2 separate regions of the Columba livia genome follow, and region 1 is linked to region 2. The links are chromatin contacts, called in public Hi-C maps. All regions are on one chromosome and are shown on one strand. The core of a region is the stretch at or near the end of the contact, and the rest is flanking DNA. Distances in the headings are between cores, read along the strand shown.

Region 1 (5,392 bases), core at 1,490-3,989, 63 kb before region 2:
GCAGAGGGAAAGGTCTTCCTCTTTGTTGTCTGTGTGTCAAGACTCAGATTTATCATCACAGCTTCCCCTTTGTGGGGTGAAACAGGACTGCGACAGTTGAGTCCTGAAGCCACAACTGTAGTTTTGCTCTCTGCCAGACTGAGCGGGGCCTCATTAAGCAGCAGGCTGTGGGATTTCATTAGTCAAGCTTCAGATTCACAGCTCTATGGTAGTCCTCCTCTTACCTGGTCACAACTGTGTCTGGAGTTTCTCCATAGCTGAAGCTCTTTATCAGTTCTCTGATGGGCTCCAGCTTTTTTGTGCCTCCATGGTCCATCCACAGACTCACACCACCCTCTGCCTTTCCTATGTCCTCATTTCCCAGACTTTGCCTTCTTGCTTTGACTCCCCCTTGCTGAGCATTCCCAGTTCGTGACCTGTGCGTCTTCATGTGCACTTGTAGGTGCCAGCTGGGGCTTCCCCAGGCATCCCAGCAGACCTCACCAGCAGTGAAAGGTGCACAGAACCACTTCTGCAGTCAGCGAGATGTGTCTGGGACCACCAGGAGGCATTAGTCCTCCACAGAGGGCGAGCAGGCGGTGGGAGAGCCTTGCACAACCACTCAGCTCCAGAAATCTTGTCCCTGCTCAGCTATCGTGCCCAGCAACGCTTCTCAGATTACCCACAGTTACAGAAGAGACGGAGAATCAGCACCACTATCGAATGTGATGTCTTGAAAGTCTAACACAGTTTGATCTGGCCTCTGTCGCACCAAGTCAGCTCTGGGGCTCTGTCCATTACCATGAGAGGGCAGCACCTGGGCTTTCTGGAAGAGTTCTGGGGACTGAGCTTCCAACAAAGATGCATCAAGCTCCCTGGAAAACATTCAGCAAGCCTACAGAGAATTCACAGAATCCCAGAATGTCGGGGGTTGGAAGGGCCCTGGAAAGCTCATCCAGTGCAATCCCCCCATGGAGCAGGAACACCCAGATGAGGTTACACAGGAAGGTGTCCAGGCGGGTTGGAATGTCTGCACAGAAGGAGACTCCACAACCCCCCTGGGCAGCCTGGGCCAGGCTCTGCCACCCTCACCAGGAACAAGTTTCTTCTTTTTCTTCACGTCTAAGACTGAGTTATACAGATGGTGAGACCAAACTAAACCCTTCACACAGCTTTCCTTCACAGTTGAGCTGTTTGCTTCTTTGTATAACCAGTTTCACAAAAGGATCTCAAATTGCCAAGAAATTCTCCTGCTTTTGCTCAGAGTGGAGGTGAATCACATTTTGTTTTGTTTTCTCAGCTGTTGTAACCAAAGCATTTCAAGAATTTGTGGGGACCGGAGAGGGATTACGAGTCCAAGTCTCCGGTCAGGCCTTTGGTTTCCTATCCACCCACAGCTGTAATTCCCCAGCTCGTCACCAGTAACAAACCTGAACCATGAAGCCCACAGCACGATTAGGGAGCCTGGTATTTGCTTCCTTTCTCGAGCAAGCCTTGAATTTCCTCTCTCAGGAAGGCAATGCTGCTTGAGGTGTATGTTTGCTTTATTGTACATTGTTTGTCTCCTCCTCCTGCAGCAGTGGGAGCATCAGGATGCAATTTGCAGAGAAACAGCACGATACTGAATCACTCAGGGTATGCCGTAGTGCAGAGAATATGTTCATAGAGCTGCTCTCTATATTTGGGGGTTTCTGGCTGGAAAGCAAAAGGGCAATTTGTGTAGACACTATACATCCTATGGATGTCCACCTGCGTGCTTCCAGGGGGTGGCACATTCACTTTTGAAGGAAACCACGTTCTAGCAGTGACTCTGGTTTTGTTTGTAGAGGTAATTTTCCTGGGAACCATACAGGAACTTCCTGATACAAATACAATTGACTGTGACTGTGCAGCTGCATCTATGCTGGTGGAAAATGCATAAATATATTACCACTGATGCTCTGCTGGGCACGTCAGCTGAGGATCCATCCGATGTCCTTTTCAAGCCTGAGACCAGGAGGAGTTCGTCTTACACCAACAACATGTGAATGTGAGGGGTTGAGAAGTTAAAGGATTAGTTTCAAGGAGTTCATTTTCTGCCATAAAATTCATAGACTGAGCAGAAACAAAAGAGGGTGAATATCCCCAAAGAGAACCGAATTAACTTTTTCAGATGGTTTCATTGGCAATGAACTTTTTTCGCAGTAACTGGTTGTCTCAGTTGGTTTTGGAATCAACACTCAGAACTGAAACGAAGCTGTTGGGGTTTTTCTGAGTGGGAACTGAAATGTTAGATTCTCTGCTGACTTGGGCTGGTCCTATAGTCAAATGTGATATTCCCTCTGGCATTTCAAAGTGTTAATGAAGTCCAGAGACGACCTCAACTCTTGTTTTATATTTCATGGAACACTAATGGCAAATTCAGACCCCTGGCCCCAGCCAAGCAGATGGCCAAAGTGCAGCCTTGGCTCCGGTTCAACCCCTTTATGGCCTCAGGGCAGAGCCTCAGCTGGTGTGCACCATCACAACTTGAGACTCTACAGCCATTTCCCTCGGCTGGAGATCTGCTTTTCTAAGTGCAAACATTGTATACTCTGAGCCTTTACCCCAAGGTTAATTTTATCCTCATTGCAGTCCTGAGCCCAGTCCTGGACCTAGTCCAGACCCTGGATGTTGTCCAGAATCTCTTCAGCACTGGAACCACTCCTGATCCAAGTTACACTTTTTTTGGTGCTGGATACTGCCATGCCCCATAGGTCCATATGTGCCGTACACCATTGGGTTTGATGCTGTTGTACCCCTCAGCTTGCAGTTGAGTGGGAAGATTTTCCCATGCAAACGTTGCTGGTGGGACTCAGGCAGAATTCGTCCCGTCCTGCTGGACAGCCTCTATTGCCTTTCCACAGGCACTGGGACAAGGTCATGCCCTTTCTGCAAGGTGAGAGGAGTGAGAGCCGAAATTATTCTGATTGCAACCAGTAGTTTATGTCCTTTCCTCTGGCCCCACTAATTTAAGCTACACTCTGTTCTACAGCTTCTATTTTCTGCTGCACCATAGGTCTCTCCTGGGGCTTCCAACCATTTAATTTCATCAGAGTTTCAGAAGTAGAGAATTAATCAAACAACAAGGTAGTGACTCATACTAGAAATTGCTACTTTTACACACTCACCACCTAGAATACAAACAAGGTCTCCTCCAGGTCTCATGGGGGAAGATGTTGGTGTCAAATGCAAAGATCATGAGCCATCTACTATATTAAGTTTCAAGCAGAAATATTCATCTGATTGTCTGGAAATGAAAGGCAGGGACATAGTTTTGGGTGCACGAGGCAAAGCAGGGACAAACAGCACTCAGCAGGCGTCCACTGCTGTTTCCGTATGCGGGAGGTTTAGGCCAAGAAAACCCTGGTTGTTTCTCACCTGGACATGCTGGTCACCCCATACACAGACACGCAGTTTGGCAGTGAAGCAGCCTGAGACTCGGGGAATGCAAAGCAGCAAGTGACCCAGGGGAGGATCTAAGGACAGACAACAGCGGGGTGCAAGTTGTAAGCAGTTCAGCTGCAGAGCATCACCAGACAGGAGCACCGAGCAAGCGAGATGCTGATACTATAGCTGTGCTTGGAGTGAGAATGGAGGCAACACCAAGGTTTGGGTTCACACAAGCATCTAGGAACCGAGTTGTTGATTCATAGGCTCGTATCAAGTGCCTAAGCCTGTAAAATCATGTAGGGGTGACTGGGGACAGGTTTTCTCCTCAAACTGCCAGAACACAAGGGTGTTTTGGATGTGAACCTGCACCAACCAGCAAGCCCAACTTGGGGACTGGTTCAGCTTGAGCATCAAATGGAGAAAGGAAAAAGATTTGTGAGCAATACTCAGGAAAACAGCTGTCCAGCAACTCCGCAGTGCCCGTGGGGTTTTCTCTTCATTTTCTTGGAATGTGACTCCTGAGAACAGTATCCTCACAGAACCAGTTCAGCTGGAAACATCTCAGGTTTCTCTGCAGACCACAGAGAGTTCTGGCATTTGGGATTTCATTCACTCACCTTTCCTTTACCTCCCACGCCGCGTTCCCAGCTCACAGCCAATACTGAGATAAAATGTCCAGGATGGAAGGAGTGGGCTGTGCACCTGCTGCTTCACCAGAAGGTCCCCGTGCAATGTTTGGATACTGGGAGTGAAGATCATCACAGAGGGAAACCAAATGCAGCAGGACTGCATGTTTCACAACACAGGACAAGCTGAGCATAACTCAACTGCATGGAGCAAGGAAACCAAAAGCAAAAATACTTCACTGAGCAAATCCGAATCTGACATGGTTGTGAGTAACTACGTGTGGCAGGAGGTCTGTGGGAGCTGCAGCAGGTGTCTTAAGCAGCCACCAAAACACAAAACATGCAGCACAAATGACCATAGTGAGGTCAACACTCAAAGAGTAATCGATTCTGCCTTTCCCAGCCACTGCTCAGAAAAGTGTTTAACCTACTTAAATTGTGTCACAGGGCACAGAGATGCCCCAAGAAGCTCAGATGTCTTCAGAGAAAGATGCAGCTCATCTGTAGGTGGTTATGAGAGAGCCCAAGGCTGTGAAGGGGGTGGTGGGAGCAGCAGAAAGCAGCCCTGCATCTTTTCAAAACAAGTATGGGCATTGCAGGCACAGGAGAATGGAGACAATGATAAATCCTTAAAGTTTCTGACCACACATAGCAGCTTGCAGGATCTCCAGCAGAGAAGGAGTCAGGTGAAAAAGGGCTGCAGCACAGCAGGAGGGGGACACAGAAGCCCAGGACAGTGAGAGAGCCAGCGTGGGCTTTTGGAGATACAACCGGTGGAAGTCATGACTCAGGAACATGGAAGCCCCGTTTCCTGGCGTTACAGCCTAAAACCCCCCTGTGGGTGTTTCCTGCTGCTGGGCTATTCAGGCTGATGCAGCCACCTGCCTCCCTTCCCCATATTGTGCTGGTCAGCGGATGGAGGATGTCACCAGCCAAGAATTCCTGAGCCAGCGAGAAAATGCCATTAGGCCTTGGGTGCTTTTACAAGCTGCTGTGCAGTTACAAAGGCAGAAGAATGGGTGGAAAACAATTTTCCAGGTGCATCCTGCAGGCCAAGAGATGTGCCAGAGCCAGGCATGGGTGGCAAGACCTGGGCACATGGACTTCTGAAGCACCTCTGTGAGGACCAGGACTCAGTTGTCAGCAGAGAGGTGGCTGCTCTTGGGGTTTGTCTGTGGGAGATTGCCATGTTGTGATCCTTGAAGTGGGACTGGAGCCCTCCAGAGGTCTTTCCCAACCATGGTTGTTCAGTGGTGCTGTGATTCACTGGAGCAAGTCCACTGGCAGCAAGGATCTGCCCAGTGCTGTGTTTGAGAGGCAGGAGCTGTGTTGTTATATTGCACCATCGTCCAAATCTCATGGATTTACTTCATGGT
Region 2 (5,085 bases), core at 2,446-4,945:
AGCAACACTTTGTTTCCCTGAAAGATCATCTAGTTTATCAAGTCAATTATTTGCATTCACATGGCAAATTAAATGAAATATGCTGGGCAGCAGCTCCAAGAGCCATCCAGTATCCCCATCCCATGTGTGATCCCTGCACAGTTATCAGGGAAAGGGCATTGGGTGTTGGCATGTTTGTGGGGCCAAAAAAAAGCAAACCAGAGATCAAAGTTTTCTAGTCACATCATTTAGGGAGATGAGCTTGTCCGATCAGGGGACAGGGCAGCTGGGAGCAGCAGAATGTCACCCTGGGCTCCACATCACCATCCCACAGGCCATCCCACCCTGATTTTTGGCACTCAGCTCTCATCTTTTACCCAGAATCAAACCGTTCCAGAGCTGGTCAGAGGGCAAAAGGGAGGAGCTCTTCCCTCAGCTCCAACACTAACACGATGGGCCTGTCCCCAACACACATCACTTTTTTCCCTGTAGAAAAACACAGAACTCATGTCCACTGCTCCCATGAGGACTTTGGCCTGCTGGACCTCTGTCCCACATCTCCTGTGGGCTCCGTGCCTGTGTCCTGGAGGGCATTGCCCATGTCCACCACCAAAACAAGGGCCAGACTCCTCGGTGTGCCAAGGGTGCATCCCCAGGGGTCAGGTCAGACCAGGGGAATCACCAGCACCTGATGGGGGCAGCTGTGACTTTGGCCAAGTCTCGACCACTTCCAATGACAGACACCCCACCTCTCTGGGGGTTTCTACTGTATCAGCCTTACAATAAAAGTGGTTTTCCTGTTGTCTAAGGTCTGAAAGTTGTCACCCATTGTGGCTGTTGCCCCTTATTTTGTCACCTGGTGCTACCAAGAAGAGTTGGGCACCATCATCTTTGTAGCTGTGCTTCCCAAAGTTGTGGGATGCTGTTAGAGCCCATCTCTCTCCATCTCTCCACACAGGTCCCATGTCTGTGGTCCATCACCACCTCAGTAGCCCCTCCAGGACCCCTCCAATTTCTCCATATCTCTTGAGCTGGATGGAGGGAGTGGGGTACAAAATCGAATGCACTCATCCGAACACCTAATGTCAAGCACGGGAGCTACATCAAAGAGCAGAGCGGTGTTTGCTCGGCTGTGCGGATCAGCTTTCAACACATGAGCCCATTTGCTGCTGAGTTGTTGATTTGCCCTGGACCGGGAGGTTTGTCTGGTGCTCTGTGACCTGTCACCGCTGTCCCCAGTCCCAGGGGCAGGAGGTTTCACCCACTTGTCTTTGTCTAGAAACACTGTGATCACGTTGGGGAGAACAGGGCTGCTACACGATGAACTGACGCACAGGCCGGGTGGAACTTTCCATGAGAAACATGTGTGTCCTCCCGAAATAATTACCCTATTAGTTCAGGAAGGGACAAGAAATTACTTGCAAATGGCTCCCAAGCAAACACCCCGTCCCTGGCTCCCACCTGCTCCTGCTTGGCTCTTCTCCCTCTCCCCCACCTCCCTCCTCCTCACACTCGGCCAAGGGATGAAGGCAGGGAAGGGGGGTTCCTGGATCTTTCCAAGGCGAGGATCCAGCTCATCACCTCCAGCTCAGCACAGCCCAGTGGTACCCAGAGCAGGGTGGGGGATGCTGCAGGGGGTCACCATGGGGGCAAAGTCCCGCTTGTCCTCCCTGTGAGACCCAGCAGGCCTGCTCAGCAACAAAGGGTTTTTCCCTGTCCTTTTCTCCAGCGTTTCCCAGCACCGCAGGACGGGCCCAGCATCAGCATCATTCTCCTTCCTTCCCCAGCACCGGCAAACCTGTGAGCTGGATGAGCAGAGTAAAAATTACCTAATGCGGAGAAGAACCAGAAAATGAGCAACGAGAGGGTCATGACAATGCTTCCCGAATGAGTTAGTGGCACTCGGGGGACTCTCACCATTGCTAGATTTCCTGTCCTGGCAGCAGCCCAGCTGAGCTTATTTTATTTCCTTGAAAGACAGCGTCTGAGGCTGACTATTTTTATTCTTGCTTCAGAAGCATTCTGTTTTCTTCTTCTCTGCTCCGTTGCATTGTTGAGAAGTGACATTGCTAACGCCAAGCACAGAAGCTGGTGACACTTGTCCTCACAGCCTCAGTTCGAGGATGCACCCGAAGGGCATCGCTGCTCCCCGACACCCAGCAGCGCTGAGCGGGGTACCCCCATCACCCCTTTAACTGCCCCATCGGCTTTTCTGAGCCCGGCCAGGGGTCACTGTCTGCAAGGACAAGAACCCTCGAATACAGCTCTGCAACCCCGGCCCTTATCAGATCCAGTGGAGCAAAAAGTGCCCAAACAAACCCAAACCAACCCCGATTTCCACCCCTGCCATGCAGACGACCCAAGACGGGTGTTCCCGCAGCAGGTCTCCTGTCGGCTCCTGGGCACAAATCAGTTTGCTGTGCTCCTGATAAGCCTCCAAAGGTCTCTGTGCGGGGTTAAGGGACTCGCCCAGCGAGTCAGCTGTTTCACCAGGGCAGAGGAATTCTTGTGTCTGCAGTTTTAATATCTCGCTGTTGAGCTATGTTTAGTCTACGGCTAGAAAGGAGCCTTGTTTCTATTCTGGGAATATTTGTCTAATCAGGGGTCTAAGGAATTATTTGGTCAGTAGAAAGTTATGTTTATTTGGGTAAGTTTATACTCCCTTGGAAAAGCCCAAGAAAAGCTGCGCATCTCTGAGTGTCTCGGGGACGGGCGCACACCTGTAAAACAGGCAGACTTCATTTTTGCAGAAATCGGAGAAAGGCTTTACACCCCCAGATGCCAGACAGCTCCGAAATGAGATCCCCTTGCAACCCAGGTGCTGCTGGCTGGAAAGCCTCGCAGCTCCCCGGACACTCATCCGTGTGCCCGAGGGACAAATCCCCGCGTGGGACACCCACGCTGCTCGTGAACTTCTCCCAACTAGTCTTTATGCAAGAGGCACTTGGCAACTTGAACAGTATTTTCAAGCAGCTGCTGTTTTCAGAACTTCACGTGGTTTTGGAAATCCCAGATGACCCCAGCACCCATCTCCGGCTGCTTTGCTAGGGTGCTGATGAAATACCTGGTTAGAGCTGATGAAACACTGAGCTGAGGGACACTGGGTCATCACCTGCGCCAGGTAAGTGATTTACCAGCCTCTCCAAGACCTTTTGGTTCATCCCAACCTCCTCATCCCTGAGGGTGCAGGGAAATCATGATATTAAACCCAGGACCTGAGGACATTTTTCCCACTGGTTTTAACCTTTTGCACCTACAGGGTCATGGCATTTTTTTGAACCTAACAAAGCCTTCAGCACTTTCTGGTGCTCATTCCCATTTCAGTCCTTCCCCGGGGCGCTCTGCCTCATGCCTGCCTTCAGCTTGGTGAACTTCATCCCACGACCGAACCGAGAGCACCCGCGCCCCGCTGGACTTTACCCTGTTTGCGCATGACAAACACAGGGAGTTGTGACTACTTGCAACTCAGCAACCGCTAATTTTTAGCCCCAAGATAACTCCTCGTTATCTGCTGAGATAAGACCCGCTGCAGCGTCCTCCCCGTTTTGGAAGGCGCCGGTTTCCGCGTTGGGAAATCGCCTTTGGCCACTGTGCGAAACGGCCCGAGACACGCGGTGGCTCTCGCTGTCACCACCCGTGTCACCTGCCACCCCCACGGCAGCGCTGGCTTGGGCACAGGTAACGGCTTTGTCTCCACAAAAGGCCACTTGTCCCTCCCCAGGGCCACCTCAGCCAGGTGACCCCCTGATTTCGGCGTTGCTGCCCTGGGAACATCCCTCCGCTGTCTGCAATCCTGGGCGGTTTGAGGTCACACTTCAAATTAGGAATTAGGAATAACTAATTCCCGTTTTCATTGCCCAAGCTCATGGCATTGTCATCAACAACTCAATCATTTCTTCACATCCCATGCAGACTGATTGTATTTTGCCTTGGACATCTTATTTTGTGCTAAACAAGGACATTTCTCCTGTTTGTGCTGTGAGCTCCCTGACCCCACAACAACCTCAGCAGCTCCCGGTCCCCTGATCCTCCTGCAAAAGGAGCTGCTGAGGGGGGGCTGCAGGACCATCCCCACCAATGTGCCCCCAGAACAAACCCCCTTCGTGACCCAGCATCTCCCCCCAACGCTCCAAGTTTCTCAGAGCCTCCACCATGGCACAAAGTCCTGGAGAAGCTGGCACAGCCCTGCTCCTGCAGCACGGAGGGGAAAAGCTGTGGCTTTGGTGTCACCGCAGAGCCCGTGGTGAGACCTGTCCTGCACTGGCTGTCCTGGGAACACATGGGACAGGCACCCGGCATTCCCACCTCCCACCCCAGCTCTTCCTCTCCCAGAAATCAGACACCTCCCAAGCGCACAGGGACGGTGTTTGCCGAGCAACTTATGCAAACCCGGCCGGCAATAAATTCTACTACAGCAACAAACAAATTTCTATCGCTCACACGGGGCTATTTCAATTTTCTCCAGGGTCCCCATTTCTCCAGGTCCCCAAGACCCCATTTCTCCTTGTTCTGCACACACTGGTGCCTCTGTCCCCGGCAGGGACTCTCCATGGGCAGGTCAGTGGCGTTTATTCAAAGTCATGCACCAGATTCCCACACCGCACATCCCACAGCGGCCCCAGCCCTCGCTGCCTGTCCCACCGCGTGGGCTCGGGTCACTCCTGTCACCAAGGCAGGTTCTGGGCTCACAACCAGGTGTGGTTACGTGGGTCGGATACTCCCGGATATCAGCAGTAGCCATGGGAGGGTTCGCTGGTCGCAGCATTCAGGAAGGTGACGGCAGGTACCGACCTGCCCGGTACCCACAGAGTCCCCTGAGCCAAGTCCCCTCACGTGGGAGCCTGGGGACATGGGGAAGTGGGGCCAACAAAGTCACCCTGTGATAACAGTTTCCTAGTGCTGGTGGCTTGGAACAGAGCGAGGGGAGATCAAGAACACATGGGTGATGGAGAGAGGGGGAAAGGGCAAGAAAATCTGCGTTGAGGCCAGCTATGAAGAGAAACCCTCCTGGCTGGGAAGGAGAGGAGAGGAGAGGAGATGAAAGCTCTCAGCACCACTGGGAGGTAGAGGAGGGTCTGGCGTGGAGGAGCCAGCTGGGGCAGAGCT

Evidence for each region. A called contact is a pair of places that touch in the nucleus more often than the background predicts.
Region 1: a contact with region 2 is called in a Hi-C map of liver, with 5 times the contacts expected there. The contact joins two enhancer-like sites. A contact is called at or near these places in 2 of 2 Hi-C or Micro-C datasets (crop and liver).

The regions. Positions count from the first base shown.
Region 1 is chr19:9,956,623-9,962,014 of bColLiv1.pat.W.v2, reverse strand. All of the region lies in intron 1 of LOC110365745 (a long non-coding RNA gene), which reads right to left. Among named protein-coding and RNA genes, the nearest start is that of TRNAT-AGU, 8.1 kb to the left of the region's middle. Within about 2 kb of position 2,739, at least 2 of the 3 cell types and tissues checked have an H3K27ac peak away from gene starts, as active enhancers do.
Region 2 is chr19:9,894,396-9,899,480 of bColLiv1.pat.W.v2, reverse strand. No RefSeq gene overlaps it. Among named protein-coding and RNA genes, the nearest start is that of TRNAT-AGU, 71 kb to the left of the region's middle. Within about 2 kb of position 3,695, at least 1 of the 3 cell types and tissues checked has an H3K27ac peak away from gene starts, as active enhancers do.